3 separate regions of the Mus musculus genome follow, and all the other regions are linked to region 3. The links are chromatin contacts, called in public Hi-C maps. All regions are on one chromosome and are shown on one strand. Each heading gives the region's core, a stretch centred on a gene start, on an enhancer-like site or on the middle of the called end of the contact. The rest is flanking DNA. Distances are from core to core; before and after follow the strand shown.

Region 1 (3,068 bases), core at 212-2,711, 520 kb after region 3:
CCTTGCTTTGATTTTGACTTCTTATTCTAAACAGCACCAAGAGAAGCATCTTTGTATCCGTTCCTGCTCCCACATCCCCCAGCCTCCTCAGGGTAGTTCCCTGCGATGGAATTTCTATGGAGTTGGTCTCTCTCTTATGGCTTGTTGCCGAACCTCCCACAAGTGATAATTTATTGAGTATCGCATAAAGGGCTTGCTTTCTGGGGTTTAATATTCACTGGCTTTGAAGGCGCCATCGCAGCCTGTCATGTCTGGGGGCTTGCAGGTCCCCTCTGATATAAATCAAAACATTTGAGTTAACAACATGAGGCCTTGTCAGTCACTCACAAATTGTAGGAGCCTCCTCTGTCTTTGTCAATAACAAAAGAGAGAGAGAGAGAGAGAGAGAGAGAGAGAGAGAGAAAGAGAGAGAAATTACCCCCAAATGGCATAAAAAATTAGGAATCAGACAAGGAGTCATGAAAAGAAGACATGTGTAATGGCTGAAGGATCTCAGATGTGGGAGGCAGTGCATTCCCTGGGCTTGAGCTGCTTGGAGAAAAGGCTTGCAGCACCTCTTGTCGCTGTGAGGTGCCAGGGCAGCCATACTGAGAGTAGGCGCAGGGAAGACACTCACTGCCCCTGTGAGAACTGACCCTCAGCTCCGTCGTAGGAAGCACGGTTCGTCATCCTTGGTAGAAAGAAGGAATCACATCGTCTGATTTCCTTTTGTCTCTGCAAAACGGTTCCAGTGTTCAGCTGGTGGGTTCTGCACCACGCTGAGGGAATTCGGGTAGGGGACGGACACCTTAGTCCAAAGAAGTAAGACACAAACAGCACACACAATCTTCATTCTTGGTGAGTCTCCACTGCAGAAAGTCAAATAGGTTATGAAAGCCAAGGTTAGTAAAAGAAAAAAGGAAAAGAAGCAAGAGAAAAAAATCCATAGCCTCTTCTCTTGGAGAGAAGAATCTAGTCATGTGCCTGATACACACAAGACTTAACCCTTGCTGGTTCTGGGCGTTCCTTTTCTCCTGCTGCATCCCATGCTGCTTACCACAGAAGGGAATTATCCCCGCGGGCTGAAGTCCAACAGCCGTCAGACTGTGAACGCGTTACTGCGCGTCTCTATTTAACATTAGAGCCGATAGCTTTTTGACAGGTTTATCACAGATGAGTTCAATGGCCAGTCATGCAGGACAATTATGTTTGAGCTAATTTGATGAATCAACTTGATGTTCTCCCATGGTCCCCGCAGCCCTTTGGAGCGTATGTGCCCAATTCACTCCCCACCAGAGGTCAAAAAGGAGCTTTGAAAGTTGGGTAATAGCATCACATCTGAGGGACTGTCTGGTTAAAAAAAAAATGCTCTTGCCTGATGCCAAGAGTGGGGAGAACCATTTGGTAATATCATTAGAGACATCTGCCAGGCCCCTGTCAGTTGTGACATAGGATTCCAGAGGCCAGCAAGTGTCCTGTGAGCCTGTGAATAATTTTGTGGTGAAGCAAGCACAGAGTTCATCCTCCAAGCATTTAGGGGGTGTCAGACCCTGGGGAGAGATTATTTCTCGTTGCTGGATTGAGTTTGAACTGGGTTTTTGAGAACAGACAAGGAGGCATAGAGAATTCCTGGGAGCCCCTTTCCCCTCCTCCTTAGTAGCTTTTCCCAGCTCCCTGCCTTCCAGGAGGCTCCCAGCACAGCACTTGAAAGCAGGGTAGCAGGAACAAGAAACACAGCCAGGCACAAAGCTCACCCTTACCACGTCTCTTCATTTCGCAACGTGGGACCAATCAGTTATCATTCTAGAACTCTCCCCATCCTGTGAAACATAGATAACAATGGTCCATGCTTCACCAAGTCGCACTGGAACCAAATACAGCCACATACCTCAGCGAGACATTTTTCTCGAGGGTAGCTCATGTGCGTGATGGTGGCCTTGTAAAGGTTACAGAAAACCTGGACTCTTCCTGCAGCCCGTGATCGTGTCACCACTGTAACCCTATAGGGGATTCCTCCTGTGTACCTGGGGATGGCTCTGTTAAGAAAAAGAAACCTACCCAACTGCCAGTCATAAAGAAGTAGAGTATGCCAGCAAGGTTGCTCAGAGGGTCTGGTGTTTGCTGTCAAGTCTGACAACCTGAGTTCGAGCCTCAGAGCCCACACAGAGATGAAAGGAAAGTGTCCACTCCTGAAAGAAAGTTATATATGTCATCTAACTTCCACATGTGCCTCTCTCTCCCTTTCTCTCTCTGTCTCTCTCTCTCTGTCTCTCTCTCTCTGTCTCTGTCTCTCTCTCACACACAGAGAGAGAGAGAGAGAAAGTGAGAGAGAGAGAGGGAGAGAGAGAGAGAGAGAGAGAGAGAGAGAGAGAGAGAGAGAGAGAGTGAGTTTCAGTACTTGGGAAGATAAGGCAGAAGGATTCCGTGAGTTTCAGGTCAGACTGGACTATATAGTAAGTTCCTGGGCAGCCTGGGGTCTAGAGCAAGATTCTGCCACTGAGTGAGTGACTGGCCATACAACGACGCTGTGTTGGTGACAGTGAACAGTCCTATCCCTGAGTTGTGGCTCTGTAATCTTTGTGCTTTGAAGACAAACTTGACTATCAACAGACTTCCGTGTTTTGCCAGCAGCAGCCTCACAGGTCTGGGGAATACTGATCTCTGGCTTGAGCCATTCCACCCAGGCTTCTCTCAGTGCCAGCTTTGAGGTCTGTATATGAAACAGACCAACTGATCCATGCTTCCCAGAGCCTTTCTCCATCTTGACAGCTCAGGACAGAACAGGACAGCAGTCCATGCAAAAGATTGCAAACCCAGCCTCAGACTCAGATTTCCAAACACTAAAATTCTCTGGCCTGCTGTAGACAACTGGACACCGGTAACTTTCTGCTGTCAGAACGGGCGGGCACAGAATTAATTCAAACACATAGTGTAAAAATGCTATTTTTTTAAAAGGGTGATTGACAGCTGGTATGATTTTCTCCAAAATCATTAGGAAAAAAAAAAACTCAAAAAACTATGACGCCATCAGATAGTAAACCCAAATTTTGATATTGAGGATAATGTCTTTTTTAATAGTTGAGAGTTAC
Region 2 (3,164 bases), core at 234-2,733, 590 kb after region 3:
GTTGTTAGTGGGCGGAAGAATGCAGTTCTGGGGCCAAGGTTGTGGTTTGCTGTGTCCTTGAATGGTTACAGTTCTCTCTCTTAATATATTTTCTTACCTTTCGGTTTCAGCACGATCTGATTGCCAGGAAGGCTTTGCCTGTGTGTTGGGACCACTTCCAAATGCCACCTTGTGATCTTACAAATAAATCTAGTTTCAGTGAAAGAAAAATGGAAGGGGGCTCACCTTCTCTGTTGACAAAATATCAACAGGGACACAGGAGCACCTGAAGATGCAGTCAGGTCCTGTGAGGTGGGGCAAGGTAGGGGCTAGGGAGTTGCCTCCCACTAAAGTGAGATTTTCTCATGGGGTTTCTGTGAAGATCTCAACTCCCACTTGAGCCCCGAAATCACTAAACCCAGCTGTTTCTCCCCCCCCCCATGGCTGTGGGAGTCCTCTGCAGCTCTCTTGTATTAGATACACTCCCAGGTTCCAAGTTAGGCTTGATCACCTCCTTCAAGAAACATCCCACAGTCTCTCACATCGAAAACATAATCATCAGAATTTGATGGTTGAATTTCTTCCTGATATTCTTCACTTATTGCAGGTTTTTTGTCTTGTTTTGTTTTCTATTCCTGTCCCTACTTGTCTATAGATGAGTATAATAATGGAAGGAATCTGCCTCCAAGACTCCACCGATTGCCTAGTGGCTAAGTGTGCACTCAGTGCCTGGTGCTGGCCTTAGACCACTGTGTGGCTGGCTTTGGGGAAAGCTGTTAAGTCCACAAGATGGCTAACTTTGAGACTTATGGAGATGTGTGTCCTTGCTGAGACCCCACAGAAAGTAGATGATTCAACCTGGCATGCAGGCATGGAGATCTGACCCCTGTCCCTGCCCTGCTAACCTATTTGCAATCTCTTGGCTTTCGTGTCGAAAGACCTAAAGGCCTTGGCCTTCCCATTTGCTGATGCATTGCCAGACGGTCCCAAGCCACCTGTCATTTTGCCAAAGTCTAAATCCCCTGCCGGTCTCAGTTTTCTCTCCCTGGTAACATTCAGAGCTCATGTTGCATTAAATGGTTAAAGGGGGGGCGAAATGCATGTCACTAAACTCGTCAATGACAGAGTCGAGTTAGAATTAGGAAATTCTAGCACGGGATAATGCTTTTTGGCAAGATCTCATCTGAGCAGGAAGCCTGAACTGGAGAAGGTATGCAACCAGAGAGTGAGGGGCATCTGTTTGTCTTCAGTTCCTCTGACAGCCAGGATGGCTTGTTTGTGTCAGTATTCTCTGGGATGGTAAATGTGATCTCACAGAAAGGTCAAAGTCCACCAGACCTTTCTGCCTGCTCGGGGGCCCACCCCAGGCCTCTTCTCTCCTGCCCCCTGGTCCCTTCTAAATTAAATCACATTCCACTGCCTGTTGTTGGATAATGTCTGGACAAAATACTTTTGCACACACTCCTTGCTTAAGGCAAAGCGACTGGAACAGAGTGCAGCTGGCTATGGGCCATGGACTAATTGCTTTATGCCCATTTCCCCTCGCCAGAGGCACACCCAGCATTGAGGAATCCATGGCCATTTCCCAAGTCTTTTTCAGGTCTCTGACAATCAGTGGAACATTCACTGGGGTGGGGGAACCACCTGGATTGGGCGGGCGGGGGGAGCTACCTCTCCATAGGCGTCGGCACCTTTCCACTTGGGCTGTTTAATCTCCTGCTATTTTGATCCTAGTGATCTGGGTTTTTAATTTCCTGTAATCCAGAAAGGAATGTGTTCTCTTCCTTAACGACATCTGTGGGATCTGCCTTTCTTGTTCCAGACGAATCCTAACAGAGATGTTTTCGTCAATGACTGGATATTTTATTAGAAATCCAGAGATTCCCGTTAACTCGAATTATTTTCGTGGCTCTGATCAACCTTCAGCTTAATAATTCATGATGTTTAATAACCTGTTCAGATCATTGCCAAAATTATTGATTTAATAATATTTGGTTATTAAGAGTGGAAGATGAGGAGGGGTTTCTTATCACTACATCAAGTTCTGTCTTATTACCTTGCAATTCTTGAGGAGAGCCGATAATCATAGAGACCTTTAATATCTTGTCATTTTTCTTGGTAAAAGCTGGGAAATAGTTCTGAGTTTTTAAATAGGATTTGCCTTCACTTTTATTTCCATATTTTGGAGGCAGGGGGTTTTCCTGATGTTTTGAGCTACGGTCTCGTTATGCAGCCCAACTGACCCTGACCTTAAAACCCTCCTGCGTCCTCCTCACACCAGCTCGCTGGGTGATAGGCCTACGTAGCACAACTGCCTGCTCTCTTCATTCTTGAGCTTCAAAGGTTACAATGAAGACATCCAATCAACCTAATGAGTAATGACTGAAACACTCCCCAAGAGTTTTGGAGACACCATGCAAGCTCAGCCCCAAGTCCCTGCGGTTTCTCCGGCAGATTCCAGCGGACTCCCCTCTTCTCCTTTTAAAATCATCTTTAATTGAATCGTATTGTGATTACTTCCGCGGTTTCCCTTCTGGGAACACACTTTACAATCTGAAATTAGAATGGAGCTGGAAAATTCATCACCAACTTGTTTTGGCAATGCGGAGTTTCGGACCTCTTCCTCCTAGGACCTCCTTCAGAAGTCAGAGCTGTGACTGGGCCAGGCGGAGATCAGTGTTTCCTCTCACTTGAAAAATAAGTAAAAACCAAATGTATGGACTTTAAAATAACCCATTTAAAGACTAACCTTGATGCTGCACACATTTCAGTTCAACATTCCTAATGCAGAGGCAGGGGGATCTCTGTGAGTTTGAGATCAGCCTGGTTTACATCATGAGTCCCAGACTCCTAACCAGGACTTCGTTGTGAGACCCGGTCTCCAGATAAATTAATTAAAATGATGTCTTTAAGAACTTCATTTGCAAGTTGCCCTTATTGTTGTTAGAATATCCTTATCCGGGCCTCTTTCTGCACTAACAACTACATCTTCAGGCAATGTTCCAAGTGGAACCCTCTTTATCCCCAATTTTATTCAAGGCCTAATGGTGTTATGGCACATGTCCAAAACTTAACCTGTCAGGCAGTGAGAAACTTCCTCGTAGCACTGTGTCTCAATAGAAACTGACTTCCTGCATTGGAGATAAAGGATGATATGATACAGCCTGGGTTTAGGAGATCCTTAG
Region 3 (3,250 bases), core at 500-2,999:
CCATCCATCCATCCATCCATCCATCCATCCATCCATCCATCCATCCATCTATCTATCTATCTATCTATCTATCTATCTATCTATCTATCTCCATCCATCCATCCATCTATCTATCTATCTATCTATCTATCTATCTATCTATCTATCTATCTATCTATCTATCTATGCATATCTATGTATCTATTAGCATTTTATGTGTCTATCACCTATCTATCTATCTATCTATCTATCTATCTATCTATCTATCTATCTATCTATCTATTCATCTATCTATCTATCTATCTATCTATCTATCTATCTATCTATCTATTCATCTATCTGTCTGTCTATATATGTATCTTTCTTTGTATCTATCTATCTATCTATATATATCTTTCTATGTATGTATGTATCAATCTTTCTATGTATTTATGTTTCTGTGTATTTATATATCTTTGTATCTTGTATCTATGTCTGTATCTGTGTATCTATGGTCTATCTATCTATCTATCTATCTATCTAGATACATTTCCACTGCTGCACAGAGTAGGTCTAGTTTTGTAGTTAGACACATTTCCACTGCTGGGGATTTTATCTGGAGATTGGTTTCCTTTTGCATAAAGTGGAGTAAAAGTAGGATAGAGAAACACAGAGACACAAAGACAGCCACGGCAGCAACACAGATGCCTTCTGAGGCGGAACAGAGGAGGAACACACGCGTGAGCTCTGCTGGCCCTGGGACAGGTGGGAATGCTGGGGTGTTTTAGCCAACATGTGTGTGTGTGTGTGTGTGTGTGTGTGTGTGTGTATGTGCAATGCTTTCAAAGGGTCAATTAAAAACAAGACAAAATCCTCATGCTAGTCAGATAAAATTATCAGACGGGCAGATTTCTCCCGACATCTGCCAGGTCAAGGAGCCGGAAGGGAGGCTGGAAGATTGGGGTTTATCAGAGGCACGTTTTGATTCTCTGATTCTTGTTTTACTTAACATGGTTGAGGCAGGACAAGCACCTTCCCTTAGCCCTCCTTTACTAGGTTGTTCTTTGGTGGGGAAAAAAAAAAAGAATCTGTCTACTTGAAACTGGGACAAGAGCTAGCTAGAGGGGATACCTTTATTTCTTTTGCCAAAGATAACTCTGGAGATTAAAAAAGAATTCTCTTCGAGTTTACGAACCCAAGTCCCCACATGGAAAGCCAGCACACTGCAAGCTGCTTCCCTCTGGTGTCAGGTGGAGGCTGAGGAGGGGAGAAGGGAGACATTAGTGTCTGGCCCTCGGGAGCATGGAGGGTATAGCTGAACGGTTCCTAACCTTTCTCTTGCCCTGAGGGCTGTTCTTTAACCTCACGACTCTCCCAAGGCCAAGGCTATTAAATTCTATGCCCCGCAGAGAATGCCAGGGCATCTCCCCCTTCGCGGTATTCAAGAAGTGGGATCAGGTAAGATATGGGTCATTCTTGCCTACAGCTATGCTTTGTTTGCGTGACACAGTAGTTAAAAATTTTCGTAGTTTAAAAATTAACTCCAGGGCTGGAATGATGACTTATTTTGTGTCATGCTTGTCCAACAAGCTTGAGGACCAGAGTTCAAGCCCCTGGACCCACATAACAAAGTCAGGCCTATCTTCACAATGCCCACACTGGGAAGGCAGAGGCAGGACCATCCCGAGGGCTTGCTTGCCAGCCAGCATCTGGTCCACTTGCTCTGAGCCAGTGAGAAATCCTGTTACAAAAAGAAGAAAGACACCTCACAAGGAAGAACATGTGACGTGGTCTTTTGGTCTGCACATGTGTGTACACACGTGCATGCACACAGGATCACGATGTTCACTGTGGGAGCACGTGTACTTGCACACACATGCGCACATATATTGAGACTTGCCAGTTTATTCTATATGCCAGGGCTTAGAAGCCAGGGTATTTGGATATCTACATGAAGAGTAGAATTCATGGCTTCTTCTGGAATCTGAAAGCTGTCATTTTAGAGCCACAGCTGCCCTGCCACAAGTGACTATGGAAAATGTACCCACATTTCTGAAAGCACAGTCACCGTGGCGCCCATCAATCTGCGCCCAGCGCAGTCTGCTTTCCATGGCTTTTCACAGCTGACCCATCGTAGACAGCCAGGAATGGACGCCTGACCTCTGTGTTTATGGTATCGGTGGCTATGACGTAAATTGCTGTAAATGGCTCAGATACCATCTTTAATTTCAACAGCAGCCTGCTCTTTAGTTCCCGACTTTCCCTTTTAAAAGCCAGTATTGCTAATTATCCTGGCGAAGCATTCTCTGCTTTAGACTCGATAAAGTCCCCGCTAATGGATCTGATCTTTGGTAGGTTAATCTAGCAGATACCCTCTCTCTTTCTTTCCCCCTTCTGGTGTTTTCCCTTCCCCAGCATCCTCCCTGCCAACTCATTCAGCATGCGAGGAACCTTCAGGTGTTTCGGAGCCTTGGAGAACCTTCCAGGAAACGCTGCAAGCTTGCCATGTTGTCAGAGGCTAAAAGCACGATGTTCAATCCAAAAGCTTTGTGTAATTTTTTTTTTCAAATTCAACATTCAAGTTAAAAAACTTGGATGCTTCTCTGCCTTACATTTTAATGAGTAGCTTTTTCTAAAAGGCTTAAAAAAATAATTCCACAGGCACAAAAGTTTAAATGCTTTGCCCAATAGCGTGGCGTGCTGAGGGGACATGCTGTTTTTGTGCCATTTGAAAAGCGAAAATACGCAAATGGGGGCTGTTGGGATGGCTCTACGGTTAGGAGAGCTTGCTACTCTTGCGGAGGACTAGGGTTCGATTCTCCGCATCAACACTGGGTGTCTCCACTGCCTGTAACACCAGCTCCAGGGGATCTGACACTTCCTTCGGGCTTCTGTAGGCACCCGCATTCTTGACCATATACCACCACACACACATACATGAGCAAAAGTAATCTTTAAGAAGCCAACAGTACTCAAACAGCAAGCAGGAGCCAAGATTAGACAAAGAAATACTGAATATTATGTTCTCATGTCGTAACCGCATCAATGAAAAAAGCAAAGCAAGCAGCTTCTTATGGATTTCCCCCCATTGTATCATTTTATAGGTGTGTGTGTGAGCCTGGGTGTCTGGTAAACTTTTGTGAGAATCATTCTTCCCATTAGTTTTTGTTGTAATTACCACCATGCTTATTGTAATTTCTGATTGATCTTCAATTGGTCTTGCCTAATAACACTTCATCTTGAGGTGTCTACGCCTGCAGGCTGCTCAGTTATGTGGCAAATGATTTATCTA

The links. Hi-C and Micro-C count contacts between places; a contact is called where the count stands out from the background.
Region 1: a Hi-C map of the N1E-115 cell line shows a contact between it and region 3, with 3 times the contacts expected there. The contact joins two enhancer-like sites. A contact is called at or near these places in 1 of 484 Hi-C or Micro-C datasets (the N1E-115 cell line) and 1 of 9 other capture datasets (embryonic stem cells).
Region 2: a contact with region 3 is called in a Hi-C map of the N1E-115 cell line, with 5 times the contacts expected there. The contact joins two enhancer-like sites. A contact is called at or near these places in 2 of 484 Hi-C or Micro-C datasets (the HPC-7 cell line and the N1E-115 cell line) and 1 of 115 datasets of contacts at active chromatin or transcription factors (embryonic stem cells).

Annotation. Positions count from the first base shown.
Region 1 is chr2:169,685,805-169,688,872 of GRCm38.p6, forward strand. All of the region lies in intron 1 of Tshz2 (teashirt zinc finger family member 2), which reads left to right. Among named protein-coding and RNA genes, the nearest start is that of Gm34344, 20 kb to the left of the region's middle. Within about 2 kb of position 1,462, at least 15 of the 459 cell types and tissues checked have an H3K27ac peak or open chromatin away from gene starts, as enhancers often do. A contact at or near this core is called in the N1E-115 cell line, where this site is marked.
Region 2 is chr2:169,749,803-169,752,966 of GRCm38.p6, forward strand. The region is part of intron 1 of Tshz2 (teashirt zinc finger family member 2); the gene reads left to right. Among named protein-coding and RNA genes, the nearest start is that of Gm34344, 84 kb to the left of the region's middle. Within about 2 kb of position 1,484, at least 44 of the 459 cell types and tissues checked have an H3K27ac peak or open chromatin away from gene starts, as enhancers often do. A contact at or near this core is called in the N1E-115 cell line, where this site is marked.
Region 3 is chr2:169,162,887-169,166,136 of GRCm38.p6, forward strand. No RefSeq gene overlaps it. Among named protein-coding and RNA genes, the nearest start is that of 9430093N23Rik, 70 kb to the right of the region's middle. Within about 2 kb of position 1,750, at least 1 of the 459 cell types and tissues checked has an H3K27ac peak or open chromatin away from gene starts, as enhancers often do. A contact at or near this core is called in the N1E-115 cell line, where this site is marked.